5 separate regions of the Mus musculus genome follow, and regions 1, 3, 4 and 5 are each linked to region 2. A link is a contact called in public HiChIP or PLAC-seq, Micro-C and promoter capture Hi-C data. All regions are on one chromosome and are shown on one strand. The core of a region is the stretch at or near the end of the contact, and the rest is flanking DNA. Distances in the headings are between cores, read along the strand shown.

Region 1 (2,700 bases), core at 49-2,548, 270 kb after region 2:
AGGCTGGCCTCGAACTCAGAAATTTGCCTATCTCTGCCTCCCAAGTGCTGGGATTAAAGGCATGCGCCACCACTGCCCAGCTGTATGTTGACATTTAAGAAGATTCTTTAGGGCTGGTGGTGTGGGTCAGTGGTAGAGCACTTGCCTAGTCCTTGAGGCTCTGGATTCCACCCTGGCATGAGAAAAAGAAAAAAAAATCAAGCATTCTCTGTGGGATAAGAAATATGTCGCATAAAACATCCAATTATAGGTCAGTGGGCCAGTTATTACCGTGTGCCCCTGTTGTTTCACTGTTGTGGTAACAATGCTACCCCACTGCTATTTGAACAGCTCAATCCAAAGTCATTTCTAATTTCAGTTCACTTATTTATTATTTGTTTAGGCTGTGGCTACAGGTCACTCACTACACATCAAATACTGTGTATGTGTGTATGGTATGTGTATATGGTGTGTGTGTACTGTGTGTATATGGTATGTGTGAATACTCTGTGTGTACTGTGTGTATTGTGTGTACACTGTGTGTACTGTATGTGTGTATGGTATGTGTATATGCTGTGTGTGTACTGTGTGTATATGGTATGTGTGTATACTCTGTGTGTACTGTGTGTATTGTGTATACACTGTGTGTAACGTATGTACCATGTGTGTATTGTGTACTATCTGCCTTGAGGGCAATGACAAGATTTTCATGCAATTAGACCAAAACTAATGAATCTACACTGGCCTCCCAACTTGTTGGTGTTTCTGGAGGACTCACCCCCCCCCTTTAATTCAGACCTGCCTCAGTCACCCTTCCCCTGGCTGTTGTAAACTCTCTCCAATAATCCCTGACGTTGGTCCCCAAGGCCCTTGTTCTTCGCTTCTGTCCTCCCAACGATTTACTTCTCTAAAGAAATACACCCCGATGGCATGAAATCAGTCTGGGATGGTAACGTCGACCATGCATCCAGCCTTAAATTACCAACTAGAAGGAGAAACAAGGCCGAGAAGATTGTTTTGGGGGAAAGGGCGCTTTCTCCTAAATGTTCCTCTCTTTTTAAATTCCTATTCAAAAACCCATCTCTGTCTTGGATTAAACATCAGAAAAAAACCAGAAAACACGATGCCCCTCCCTGCTTCCCAAGGGCTCGTCCCCGTGGTCATCCCAGCCCCTGTTTCCCTGGCAAGCACCAACCACGATGGAGCCCATCTCTGCTCGCCCACCCTCTGTTCACTGGGGTGGTGGCGGGGGTGGGAAGGGCCTAATACTAAACAGGACTGCTCTGGTTCTGAAATGCTTAGTGGCAGGGAGCCCAGGATTAAAGACATAAATAAGGTGCAGGTTTTCAGAAACCTGCCAGCAACTCTCTCAAACAGGAAGAGGATACTTGGAACTGTCCTGCCAGCTTTCAGCCTCAGTTCAGACTCCAAGGCAGCGACCGCGGCTCTGTGCAGCTGATTCCTAACACAGTGAGCTAAGACTGCTATCTGAGATATCAGAGTGTATGGGGCACATCCCCAGTCCCCAGATAACTCCTCTGTTCTCAGGAGGGGATGTGGTATAAATGTCACCCCTTTTCTGGGAGATGAGCTATTGGACGCCAGTGGGCTTCTGGGAAAACCAAAACCAAACAAACAGGAATGAGAGGGCTTAGGATAGTGGGGCGTGCTGGCTTCACTCGCTGTTGTCTTAGAGCACTTCCCAAGCACCTTCCATTCCAGGGCCTACACTCAGCTGGGACTTAGAACTAGCTCGTTCATGCATAGAAAGAACTGGAACAAGTGTTTGAAATTCTACTGCACTCAAGCTAGCATGCAGGTCTCTCAAGTCTGAGCGTCTTTAAATACTCATGGAAATCCATTACTGAAGTACACAAGGGAGAAGGCAGAAACACCCATATACAGTACACACACACAGAGTACACGCACACAGTACACACACACACACACACACATACACAGAGTATATACACACACACACACACACACACACACACACACAGAGTACACACAGTACACACACATATACACAGCAGAAACCTACAGCAAAGCACAGCGGATGGTCTGACCCCATCAAGAAGCATCTGACAGCAACGGACCAGGGATTTGTGGTGATAAGAGACAAGCCTGTGTTCTACACCAAAGAGATAGCCATCACACGTCATATGCTCAAAGATACAGGGAACATGCGTCACACTTCTCAGAAGCTTAACGTAACTACAAATACATAAGCTCAGCAGTTTAAACAATAAATCAAAAGAACATAAGAGGTCACAGGCATCATTTGAGAAGCTATGGTGTGGGCCGTGATACCTTAGAGTCCCAAGTGGGTTCCACTGCAGAGAGGTCAAGTGGTCCACAGAGACTTCTGAAAGGAGATGGGATTTGGCATGGAGATTACAGAACAAAGGCTCTGGGTAGATGAATGGAAGTGGGGGTGGGGGAGAGGCTGTGAGGATATCGAAATAGCCATGTGTGAACAGTGCTGACTCACTTGGGGGTCTCGGCTCACCTGCCTCTCTCTACTTGTGCTCATCTGTCTACACGTCACTGTCCGTTTTTTTTTTTTTTTTTTTTTGCTTCTAAATGTATTCTTCTCATTGTATTTTTTTTTCACACTGCTTTGTTTACATATAATCAAACTACAATACATCGTGTACAGCACACACTCTTTAATAGGCCTGGACCTACAAGTGCAGCTCGGACATCACCGCAGTCAGT
Region 2 (2,700 bases), core at 33-2,532:
CGAGTGGGGGTGGGGACTACGGAGCACAATGAGGGCCCCTCGGAGTGCAGTTTGAAATTCCTCAAATCCCAGTTGCTGGAATGCGAGGCCAGGACGACTTCTTCACTCGAGGCCAAATGTGTTTGTCATTATTCCAGATCGCTCGTCCGCGCCGCCGCTGCCGCCGCTGCCTCCGTCGCTGGAGTGAGAGGCGCACGATCCCAGCGCACTGCGGATTCCGCCCGAGGCTTCTAGCACCCAAGTAATTCGCTCCAATCTCTCCGGAACCCTTGGAGCTGCGCCCCTCGCCCGCGCGCCCCTCTCACGGTGCTGCAGCCGCCACCGCCGCGCTCAAGTCTGGCCCCAGATGTTTCCAACAGCAGCGCCGTCCAGTAATTACGAGGGCTCGACTGGCGCCGAGTGTGCCCGGCCGGCATCCGAGGTCCGACCTCCTCCAGCCGAGCCCTTCACACCTCCCTTTTTTCTTAGCGCTTTCCCGCGCCCCACTCGGCGCCCCTTTCCCCTCCACACACACACTTCTCCTGGTGCGCCCCCTCCCCAAGCTTCGCGCCGCACCACCCGCTACAGCGTAGTCCCGCCAAACCGCGGGCGACGAATGAAAATACTCATTAAAAACCTGTCCTCTTCCGTGACCCACTGCCAAGAGGCCAAGCGCCGCGGCTTCCACCCCCCCAATGTTACTTGGTGTTCGTCCCAGTAAGCACGAACGCCACCCCCACCCTGGAGGAAAACCTCAAAAATGTAAGCCTAACAATTTCTTTGGAAGGCTATAGGATTGTGTAGGGAAAAAAAAAAAAACATTGCTTTTAAAAATAGGTCTGGATTTTTTTTCATTTTCTTTTTCTTTTTCTTTTTTTTTTTTTATCTTTGACTCTCTAATGGTTACCCCCCCACACCCCCCATTCCAGTGAAGTTTATTCAGAATAAGTTACTTTCTGGACACACCACTGAACTCAGCTGTTTTGTTTTTGTTTTCCTCGTTGCCCAAAATTTGAAGTTACTTAGCTTCTTGCAGCCCCAAGTTATGATCAGGGACCTTCTTGAGAAACAAAAGTCACTTTTTCCTCTCCCTTACCTTCTCCTTCTATGTCAATTTGCAAAGAAAATCCGATACCCGGAGTGAAAAGTAAGCCCCAAGCTTCCAGTCCTTCCCCGCAGCTCCTCCGTTTGTTTCTCTCCCTCAAGCTCCAACAGTAATGGGCTCAAAACCCGCATTTTGTAATTGATTCAATGTTATAGTCCGTCCTCCAAAAACTAATCATTTGCTTAAAGTAAATAGCTGTCAGGAAATGAAGTCCCCCCCCCCCTTGGTCTCTTCAAAATAAAAGTTTCCCTAGGACTCCTTGCTCTCTGACTCTCTCAGGCTCAAGACCTCTTCTTTGCTTTTTGCTCTTATGCAATCAGGGGGGCCAGTCCCAACCCCCAGACTTCAACAACAACGAGGAGGGGGGAGCAAACCAGATGGGGTGGGGTGGGGGGCCGAAGGGGGAGGTGTTGACGTTCTGCCGGGAAAGAGGTTTCAGGAAACTACAAACAGCCATCATTTCCAAAATGAGTTGACTTCCCAATTTGGGGGTGGGGGTGCTATTGTTTTGTATTCTCTTCGAAAAGAAAATACACGTAAAATTGCTGCTCATTTCTAAAACGAATATAAATCTAGAATTCAAATTATCCTTTCTATAGACAGTCTGGGCCTCGCTAGAAATATGGCCCTGGGGAGAAATTCTAACGCGGCTGCGTCGTTTTGAACTGGGGGTCTTAAGGGAAAGTGCCGTGTAGTTGCTAATCCTTTAATGGGATTAGGAAACTGTGGAGTCTAATAGGAAGATGATGGGTTTTTGAAAGGCTGGATTGTGAGGCGGTGTGCAAATAACGGTTGCTCGGCGTACCTTTGGGATGTTCTCCGGAAGAAGGAAAGAACGACCTTTATCCCTTCGGAGCCACTTATCTGGTCCTGCCTTTGTTTTCGGGGGTTATCTGGTCCTCGCTTCTTCTATCTTCATATGAAAACGCTCAGGCTAGGCGTGACTACCAAATGCCTGCCCTCTGCATCTTGATGGCAGAAGGATTTTTATCCTCCTAAATTCCACCCTTCCGAGTGGGTCGCACGCGACGTACCCTAGGAAAGCTTTCAGGACGTTTGAGCCACAAACCAGGGAACCCAAGACACCCAGCGAGAGACAGTTGGGACACGGCGATCCTGCTGGCGAGGGAAAGGGGGCGCTGACACTCCAGGAACCAAACCTGGGCGAAGCGGGACTTCCCGGAGCGGGTGGGGGAAGGGAGGGCCTTCGACTTGCGCTCTATTTTTGAATGCTTTTGGTGTGTGTGTGTGGGGGGGGGGGTGTGAGAAGTCCTCTATCTCCACCACCACCACCACCACCACCACCACCACCACCACCACCACCACCACCTCCATCTCACACATCAAAATTAAAATGGACAAGGTGACCAGGTTGATAACAAAACGTCGAATAACCATCGGTTATTTCACCACTATAGTGGACCTGAGGCTCTGGCGTAAATCACAGAGGTTTCCCCGAAATGCCGAGTGCTGTCCCTAAATGGGACAGGACCGACCGTGGGGATATCAGGCTCGGGAAGAGGATGCCTGGAGCTGGGCTGAGAGCCCCAATTCTCCTCCGCCCTTCTGCACGCCCGCCTCTGGTGTATCTTCAGCTCGGGTGACTGCCCTGCTCA
Region 3 (2,700 bases), core at 29-2,528, 420 kb after region 2:
AGCTGGACTTCAAGGCCAGCCTGGACTACAGAACAAGATTCTATCTCAAAACCAATGAAAGCTAAAGCACCACCAAGAACAAACAAACAACGAGAGAGAGAGAGAGAGAGAGAGAGAGAGGGGGGGGGGGGCTGAGGAGACAACTCAGCCAGGAAAGTGTTAAGACCTGAACTCAAGCCCTGGAATGCATGTAAAAATTTCCTACATGGTAGTACAGTCTGAGCTATGACCATATAATACAAAAAAAGTTACAAAAGAATGAGCCGTTGACACACAATATGAATGAACCCCCAAATTATCATGTTAAAGGGATAGAAGCCACATGGAATTAAATTACATAAAATTGCAAACGATGTAAACAATCTATAGTTACAGAAAACAGATGCACGGTTGCCACAAAGGTTGTGGAGAACCGAGGAGAAAGGAGACATGAGAAACAGAAGTGCTATAACAGTAAACTTGGATCCGTGGGTGTGGTTGGGCCAAGGGCAGAGGCATCACCATTTGGCTCACTTGAGAGGTTCCTCAAGTGAGGCTGGATGCAGAGGTGGATATTGGTCCTCACTGTTGCTTGGATAACGTTACTAAAGGCAGACGTGAGAGACATAAAACATTCGTCCACTTATTAATGGGAGAAAGCCTGGCCGTGGTGCCCACTCACTCTCTGAAGGCACCATTTATCTAAGTCCCCTTGTGGGACTAGGAGCCATCAGACCCAGATACACTGGGTATGTTTTCATGGCTTAGAAAAAAAATCCTCCTTCTTAGAGGGTAAAGGGGTGATCCCCACTTGCTCAGAATAGAGAAAGTGGCTGAACAACTTGGATTCCTTCCAGCATATTCATGCCCAAAACAAACTGTGCAGTATCTCAGGATTCCTCAGAGGAAATCAAATCCACACCCATAAACACTTGCACACAGAGCAGCCACACGGAGCCTCCTCCCAGGCCCAGGGTCTGCAGGTGCAGGCTCCAATTACAGCAGCCAGCTCCTGTACCTTTTCATCCTGAACAACAGCTACAGCCTGGGATGGAGGAAGGTCCCGGAAGGAGAGCCGACTGCGGAGAACAAAGCCTGCCCAAAGATTGCTTGTGTGAGTCAAACCTGAAATCCAACTTGGTTTTCCAAACCTCTTGTGAAAACTGTCCAGTGCACAGCTTTGTGGGAACTTAGTGAGTGGCCCCAAGGAAGCCAAACACCTTGCAAAACAGGGGCAGGTGTTTTTCCAACAGTGCAGACTTGATGGCTGTTTTCACAGTAGACAATGGCTCCCCTTGCCCTGATGTGTTTTACAGGGTGATGGTAACTGGGGGCTCATTATTGCTAACACCACATCCAGGCTGGAAACAAGGCACCTGTGCTTTCGTGAAGGGATGTGCGGCTGATGAGCCTGCTGACACTTCATGTTCTGCAGGAGTGCACAGAGACCCTGGGCGCTCCCTCTCCCCCTCTCCCCCTCTCCCCCTCTCTCCCTCTCCCCCTCTTCCCATCTTCCCTTCTCTCCCTCTCTCTGCACCTCTTTTCTCCTTTCCCCCCACTGACTTCTCAGAGCGGGCTCTGTCACTCACAGATTCCCCCTTACTTCTGTCCCTTGGCCATAAAGGCACAGCCACCTCTCTGGCTCTCAGGCTCTCTGGGTTAGGTTACTTTTCCAAAACCTGCTGTCTTGGGCGTAAGCTCCTTCCTTATTGACCATTTGTTTCAGCCTCATAAATCCCACAAGAAGTGCTCATGACAAGAAACCATGTGTGTTCACAGTGTCATCACCGCCACCCATCACTGCCGCCCCTTGTCTCCTCCCAGATCTAGTCAAGGGGCTTGTTTTGGTCTATTTAATATGCATATGAATTCAAACTGGTCCTCTTTCAAACTCAGCCTCCTCCAGAGTTCTAGGATTATAGGTGTGTTTGTGTGTGTGTGTGTGTGTGTGTGTGTGTGTGTGAGAGAGAGAGAGAGAGAGAGAGAGAGAGAGAGAGAGAGAGAGATGCATACACACATGTGTGCTCCCACGTGGAGGGTGGAGGCAGCTGAATGTCACTGTCCTGCTCCATCACTCAAGCAAGCCCAGCTTTTTAAAGTGGGGACTGAGGATTTGAGCCCCACCCCTGTTCTTATGTAGCAGGTGCTCTTACCCACTGAGCCATCGCTTCAGCCCCCAGACTTCTGGTTGTTCTCCGATTTGACCTCCTCACAGGGCATGCAGTTATGGGATAGGAATGGCAAGGATGCTGTCAATAGAAGGAATGGTCCTTTCGACACGTTAGCACCTCAAAGCAGTGAGTTCTTATTAGTGAGAATTAGGTCAGGTTACTCTGTAAGCCTGCGGTCACATTTTCATCTCCTGATCACATGTAACTTTGTCTCCTGTGTGTTTTTGTTTAAAGAGATCTAATTTAACACATACTGTTGATTCTTTAACATTCAACTCATGTCCTACTCAAGCATGAATGAGGCTTACCTAACGCAAGCATTTCCTCCATCACACGCCACCTTCTCAAGTTGAGAACACTAGACAGCCGCTTAGAGCTGTGCTTAAGGGCGGCTAGAAACAGGGGAAAGCACCAAATGAGGGCAACGAGGCACTTGACGACAGCTTAAAGGGCACTTGTCTGCAGTGTGAGAGCTGGAACAAGAAGACAAACGTGGTCTCATCCAGCCTTCGCTGGGAACAAATGCACCTGCCTCCTGGAGTGTTCCCTG
Region 4 (2,700 bases), core at 74-2,573, 420 kb before region 2:
AAAAAAAGGGGCAGGGCTGAGGAGCTCCGGAACCTTAAGATCTTGAGACCCAAGTTACCCTGCAAAAGGTAACAAGATTTTCCCAACAGCTTGAAGAAACAAATGCTATTTGCAGAAAGCTTACCCCTTCTCCCCCACCCCCTAGCCTCCCCAGGCAGCCCTGAGTATGGCTATCACGTGGGAGAGGGTTTCTGGATCTCGGGATTCCCCTCCAAAAAAAAAAAAAAAAAAAAAAAACGGCCACCTGCGATTACAAGTCGCATACACTGAAACCAGAGGTTTCCAAAGCTGGGGAGAACTGACTCGGTCCTGGTCCAGCGCGCACGAGGTGGCAAGAACAGCTGCGTCCCCGCACGCAGTCCCTGATTCCCAGAAGCTGGCGACCAACGTAGGCTACAGCAGCTCCCTGGCGCGTGGCAGCAACGAACACCGTGCGGCTGCAGAGAGGGGCGAGCCCCTAGCACGAGATTTACAAAAGGAAAAAGTCTGCAACCTAGCGGCTGCTCGCCACACGCCCGGCTCAAGTTGTCCCCATAGCCGCCACCTACAGGCTCGTGGGGTCCCGCCCCAGAGCCTCACGCCGCGTGCTCCCCGTGCAAAAAACGGAGTTGGGTGGGGGCAAGCAAGCCCGAGATTCGTCTCCTCGGGTGGCGCCGCGCACGATGAGAGCGGCTGCAGTTGCGTCCCCAGCACTGTGCACAAAGAGCGCCCGAGGTGGGGAAGCAGCGGCCGCAAGAAAAGGCTCTCCAACTTTGCCCGGCGTGTGTCCGGGACCCGTGGGCTGGTTGTCCCAGGCGTCGGTCACCCACGCGCAACTTTTAACAAAAAGGAAGCCGTGGCCGCACCTCGCTCGGAGAGAGGACGCTCTCGGTGCGAAGCCCGAGGCCGCCCGCCCCTGCCACCCGCGCGCAGTCGGCACAAAAGCATCACCAAACTCGCCCGCAGCCTGCAGCTCGCTGCCTGGGTTCCCAGAAGACCCTCGGCCCCGGGTCTCCACCACCCGGGCTGAGGTCTCTCAGCTCAGGTGAGCGAGGCGGGCCACCAGAGTCCCGCGGCCGCCTACCACCTTCGAGGTGGTAGGCATGGGAAAAGCCAACAGCTACCACTCCGGACGCACCCAGGTGGCACCCCTCCCGGACCCGGGCTGCGCCCACAGAGGGTGCAGTCCTCTTGTCTGCCGCTCTTTCCCACCTGTCTGGCCACGGAGCAGGACCAACAGGACGCAGAGCAGATCCCAGGCGCCGCGAGCGCCTCTCATCGCGGTGGCTGCGCTAGACTCTGAGCTCCTCTCTCTGCTACAGCTCTCGCCCAAGTGCACCGAGCGCGGCAAAGCCGAGCCCCCAGAGCCACTAGCGGCGCGCGACAGCCCCTCCTCCAGCCCTCCTCCCAGCTCGTGGCCACGCCCCTCCCTTCTCCCGCCCGGGTCGCACTCCCTCCCGCTGCCTAGTGCCCGGGGCTCTCGGGCTGCAATAAGCTGATCCCGGGGGCGCTGTGCCCTCTAAGACCAGGAGCCCCCACAGGCCCTCCACCCTGGATCCTCTTCCTCCTAGCACTCTCCCTCCATCGGTGGTCCTTCAGTCCAGGCGGCTGGCTGGCCACGCAGGTGCTGCCCGCGCTTTGTGAAGCCCAGCGCCACGAGCGCATTAGGTACGGGCCAGCCACCTGGCAGGTGCTCCCTAGACAATAAAGGACAACCACCGGTCCCTCCAGCAAGCTCCGGAGCGGGGAGAATATATTCGGCTTATGGTGGAGGTGTTACTAGTCGGGATTGCCGGGCGAAGGGATTAGGAAACTGGGTCCCCAACATTTATTTCTGTTCCTGTTGGTAGAGGAGGACGGATCGTGGCACCCCTGACCTCAGTAAAAGACCGAGCCCACGTTTAAGTAATTTTTCATGCTCAGTTTCTCCACCTGCTGCGAAACCTGTAAGAATACAGCTGATTTCTATTGGCCAGCGTGGACCTCCACCCAGCCAAGCTCCTGCTGAGACTTGTGGAAACTGGGCCAGTGGACTACAGAGGCATCCTGTGAAGGAGTTAGCTTTGAAACTCGGTTTTTAAAACCTATTTGCATTTGGGTGCCTTTTCTCTTGTGTTAATTATTTTTTTAATCTCACCCTCAACACCCCCCCCCCGCCCCATCCCCTCTGAGTCCCCCTTTCCCCAACTCGATCCGACTGTGGTCTGCCTTAGGAGCAAGATAAAAGCAAAATAATTTCCTTTTAAAGTTTTTTTTTAATGTGTATGAGTGTTTTACTTACATGAATATGTGTGTGTGCCACGTGTGTGACTAGTGCCCAGGGAGGTCAGAAGGATGTCAGATCTCCTGAAACTAGAGTTACGGATGCTTGTGTATCATCTTGTGGGTGCCTGGAGCCCAACTACTCTTGTTCTTTGTTTGTTTCTTTGTTTGTTTGTTTGTTTGTTTCGAGACAGGGTTACTGGCTGTCCTGGAACTCACTTTGTAGACCAGGCTGCCTCGAACTCAGAAATTCGCCTGCCTCTGCCTCCCAAGTGCTGGGATTAAAGTCATGCGCCAACTTTCTTGTTCTTAACTAATTGACCCAACTCTCCAACTCCTAAAGTAATTCTCTTAAGACAATTTCTACCTAGGGACATTTCACAGTCACTGTGGCTATCCGGGGGTGGACAGTAACAATCTGGGTTTTTATAGTATCCGGGTCTACAGTTAACGTTATGA
Region 5 (2,700 bases), core at 23-2,522, 340 kb after region 2:
TGGTAGTCGTTCAGCCCAATAGCACCACCAACCCAGTCAAATTTCCAGAAGTATGGCACTTTACGGTAACAAAGACTGCACTACAGAAACGTCTGTGGATTCAGTATCCTGAGAGTTATGGCTGCTATTTGAGCATGTTGGGTCAGCTGGAACTAGTCAAGAGCCAGACCGCTGTTTCATAGACCTCAACATACAGGCTGCTTAAACACGCTGTGCATTTCTCTGCTGTGGAGAAGTCTGCTAAGCCATCTAGGACCTTGACTGTGGCTTAAGCAGAATCTTGCCCTCTTTTTTTTTGTTTTTTGTTTTTTTTGTTTGTTTTACTTCATCATCTGCAGAGTGCATGTGTCTCATGCCAGGTGGGAAGGGGGCACCAATGCTCCTAAGATGCTACTGGTATGCAAGAAGAGCCTATAAAAGAGAGGCTATAAAGGTTTTCTTTCCCTCCCTCCCTCCTTCTCTTCCTTCCCTCCTCCCCCTTTTCTTCCCTCCCTCCTTCCCTCCCTCCTTCTCTTCCTTCCCTCCTCCCCCTTTTCTTCCCTCCCTCCTTCCCTCCCTCCTTCTCTCCCTTCCCTTCCCCTCCCCTTTCCTTCCCTCCCTTCCTCTCTTCCTTCCCTCCCTTCCTCTTTTCCTTCCCTTCCTGCCTTTCTCCCCTCCCTTCACTCATCCTTTCCTTCTGCATAGTCACCCATGCTACCTGCTATCAATGGTGTGATGTTGACAGTCAGAGATGTAACACTGAAAAAGTTGGCACAGTTTTCTCCCTCCCTAAGTTTATCTTTCTTAGAGTGCTATTTCTTATTTTTAAACCGCCAGAGACCTAACTGTAGAAGGTGCCTGCTCCCAGTGATATTGTAATGCTAGTTGGGTTCAGAAGGCACCCCTACCTCCACCCCCCATCTCCCACCCCCACACCCAGAGAGAGGTTCAGCCTCTTGCATTGCAGAACAAAGAAATAAACAGGCACATGACTGCAAAGGAAGCAGGGACAATTTGTCAAGATGAACGGCCCTGGCAAGCAGCAGAAGATGGTTAAGTACAGACGGGTGAAACTTAGCAGCTCAGAGGCCCTGCCAAGTGCTGGGAGCTTAGTTCCCTTTGCGCAAGCTTTGCAGAATTTGCAGTGCCTCTACCTCCTCTTTCTTCTGTGTTCTATCTGTTTCGTGAAGTTCTACAGGTACCTGTGAGTCACATGCCTCATTAGCATCCTAAAGCTCCACCCCCGGGGGTGTGTTTTGTCATCCTAATGAGCCAGATTATTCACTATGCTCCTCCACTCCTCCAGAGTGGCTCTGTACCTTTGGCAGTGGCACTGGCTTTAGTTGGCTGCCCCTGCTGAGAGTTTTCAAACCTTTTCTTTGCCAACTTGTTTTGAATATGCTAATTTTGTAGGGTTTGGCATAGGGCCTTTTGACCTTTGTTCTTCTGTCCTCTCTCCTGCAGGGTGGACTCTGGATCACCCTCTTGGTAAGGCTGGGAAGTCGGGCCACCCCTAACTTCTAGGAGCCAGTGGATTCCAGTTTTCTGGGCCCAGGCCTACTGAACTAGGAGGGTCTGCCCCTGCCCTCAGTTACATTTTCAGAGACATTATTGATATTCATTTCAATTGTTTTCATCACATGTATAGTGCAAATCTTTGCCCTCCTTGTTGTTAAAGCCTCTGTCTCCTCCCAAAGGGATTTAAGAATAAAGTGCATTTGTCTATAGAATGACAGCAATGCCTAGTTCATGGGCGTGTTGTAAAAACTAAATGGGATGATGCCAGTAAATTTGGGAGATGGAGGGCGGGGAGAGAATCTAAGAGAATCTATCTCTAGATAGATAGATAGATAGATAGATAGATAGATAGATAGATAGATAGACAGATAGATATGTAGATGGATAGATATGTAGATATATAGATTGATACATTGATATACAGATAGATACATAAATATTGTAGATAGATAGATAGATATGTAGATAGATGGAGACAAGATATGCTACTGAGAGTGTGAAAGAGAGACTCAAGCAGAGACAGCTTTACAGAAATGTGAGCATATTTGTGCACACTAAAATAATTGAATTTAACATTAGGGAGTTGAAGAAGTTGTTGTCTTTTTGTTCAATGCTCTTTAACACAAAAGATGTTATTTCCTTAAAACTCCCTCTTGGGGGAAAAAGGTTAAGAAAAGAAGTCATGAAAAATGTGAAAAGGTTGGAGTCATTATTTTTTTAGGAACGTGTTTCAATTTTCCACCGTATTGAATGACTTGAGTTCTGAATGATGAGAAAAATTTCCAACTTGTGCTTCTCTGTCTATTTCTCACCTCCCAAGTTTGCTAATTTTGCATATTTACCATGTGTAATGGCCACATGTGGGTGTGGGGAGATTTCTTCCGTAACTCTTTAACATCAACCAGTTCTAGAATTAAATAGACTATGTGCCCATGAGGAATTTCCTCTTGTCCCAGTATATCCATTCTCAGCCGATTAGTCTCACCTTCGTCTCTAACCTGACAGGATGTTGAGTAGGTGGAGGGGGTTGTGGGTGGGGTGAGGGAGGGAGATGAATATAACCAACTACACTGTTTAGAATTCTCAACTAGGAGCTAGAAAGATGGCTCAGTGGTTAAGAGCACTGACTGCTATTCTAGAGGTCCTGAGTTCAATTCCCAGCAACCACATGGTGACCTACAACCATCTGTAATGGGATCGGAT

What was found. Promoter capture Hi-C pulls out the DNA fragments that hold promoters and counts their contacts. Hi-C and Micro-C count contacts between places; a contact is called where the count stands out from the background. HiChIP or PLAC-seq counts read pairs in DNA pulled down with a chosen protein or histone mark.
Region 1: a contact with region 2 is called in a promoter capture Hi-C map of embryonic stem cells, with 4 times the contacts expected there. The contact joins the enhancer-like site here to the promoter of Pdgfra in region 2. A contact is called at or near these places in 9 of 39 promoter capture datasets (the 3T3-L1 cell line, the C10 cell line, embryonic stem cells and 3 more), 1 of 15 datasets of contacts at CTCF or cohesin (embryonic stem cells), 2 of 484 Hi-C or Micro-C datasets (nephron progenitors and pancreatic cancer cells), 9 of 115 datasets of contacts at active chromatin or transcription factors (craniofacial prominence, embryonic stem cells, extraembryonic endoderm stem cells and 4 more) and 4 of 9 other capture datasets (adipose tissue, liver, macrophages and 1 more).
Region 3: a contact with region 2 is called in an H3K4me3 HiChIP or PLAC-seq map of embryonic limb bud, with 4 times the contacts expected there. The contact joins the enhancer-like site here to the promoter of Pdgfra in region 2. A contact is called at or near these places in 13 of 39 promoter capture datasets (the SN4741 cell line, Sertoli cells, cranial neural crest and 7 more), 1 of 15 datasets of contacts at CTCF or cohesin (embryonic stem cells), 4 of 484 Hi-C or Micro-C datasets (brown adipocytes, embryonic fibroblasts, embryonic stem cells and 1 more), 21 of 115 datasets of contacts at active chromatin or transcription factors (the NIH/3T3 cell line, craniofacial prominence, embryonic basal ganglia and 12 more) and 4 of 9 other capture datasets (adipose tissue, embryonic stem cells, liver and 1 more).
Region 4: a contact with region 2 is called in a Micro-C map of embryonic stem cells, with 2.7 times the contacts expected there. The contact joins the promoter of Kit here to the promoter of Pdgfra in region 2. A contact is called at or near these places in 2 of 484 Hi-C or Micro-C datasets (both in embryonic stem cells) and 1 of 9 other capture datasets (liver).
Region 5: a contact with region 2 is called in an H3K4me3 HiChIP or PLAC-seq map of embryonic stem cells, with 48 read pairs. The contact joins the enhancer-like site here to the promoter of Pdgfra in region 2. A contact is called at or near these places in 11 of 39 promoter capture datasets (3T3-L1-derived adipocytes, the HPC-7 cell line, the SN4741 cell line and 6 more), 3 of 15 datasets of contacts at CTCF or cohesin (the NIH/3T3 cell line, embryonic stem cells and large pre-B cells), 39 of 484 Hi-C or Micro-C datasets (B cells, the C10 cell line, the C2C12 cell line and 26 more), 19 of 115 datasets of contacts at active chromatin or transcription factors (the NIH/3T3 cell line, bone marrow-derived macrophages, craniofacial prominence and 12 more) and 5 of 9 other capture datasets (adipose tissue, embryonic stem cells, liver and 2 more).

Annotation. Positions count from the first base shown.
Region 1 is chr5:74,879,594-74,882,293 of GRCm38.p6, reverse strand. No RefSeq gene overlaps it. Among named protein-coding and RNA genes, the nearest start is that of Gm52779, 63 kb to the left of the region's middle. Within about 2 kb of position 1,298, at least 20 of the 459 cell types and tissues checked have an H3K27ac peak or open chromatin away from gene starts, as enhancers often do.
Region 2 is chr5:75,150,833-75,153,532 of GRCm38.p6, reverse strand. It overlaps Pdgfra (platelet derived growth factor receptor, alpha polypeptide), which reads right to left and starts at 1,282. Exons shown (of 23, transcript NM_011058.3): 1 at 1,076-1,282.
Region 3 is chr5:74,732,654-74,735,353 of GRCm38.p6, reverse strand. No RefSeq gene overlaps it. Among named protein-coding and RNA genes, the nearest start is that of Lnx1, 31 kb to the right of the region's middle. Within about 2 kb of position 1,278, at least 5 of the 459 cell types and tissues checked have an H3K27ac peak or open chromatin away from gene starts, as enhancers often do. A contact at or near this core is called in embryonic limb bud, where this site is marked.
Region 4 is chr5:75,573,610-75,576,309 of GRCm38.p6, reverse strand. Kit (KIT proto-oncogene receptor tyrosine kinase) reads right to left here and starts at 1,323. Exons shown (of 21, transcript NM_001122733.1): 1 at 1,192-1,323. The coding sequence starts at 1,258.
Region 5 is chr5:74,812,168-74,814,867 of GRCm38.p6, reverse strand. No RefSeq gene overlaps it. Among named protein-coding and RNA genes, the nearest start is that of Lnx1, 110 kb to the right of the region's middle. Within about 2 kb of position 1,272, at least 10 of the 459 cell types and tissues checked have an H3K27ac peak or open chromatin away from gene starts, as enhancers often do. A contact at or near this core is called in embryonic stem cells and liver, where this site is marked.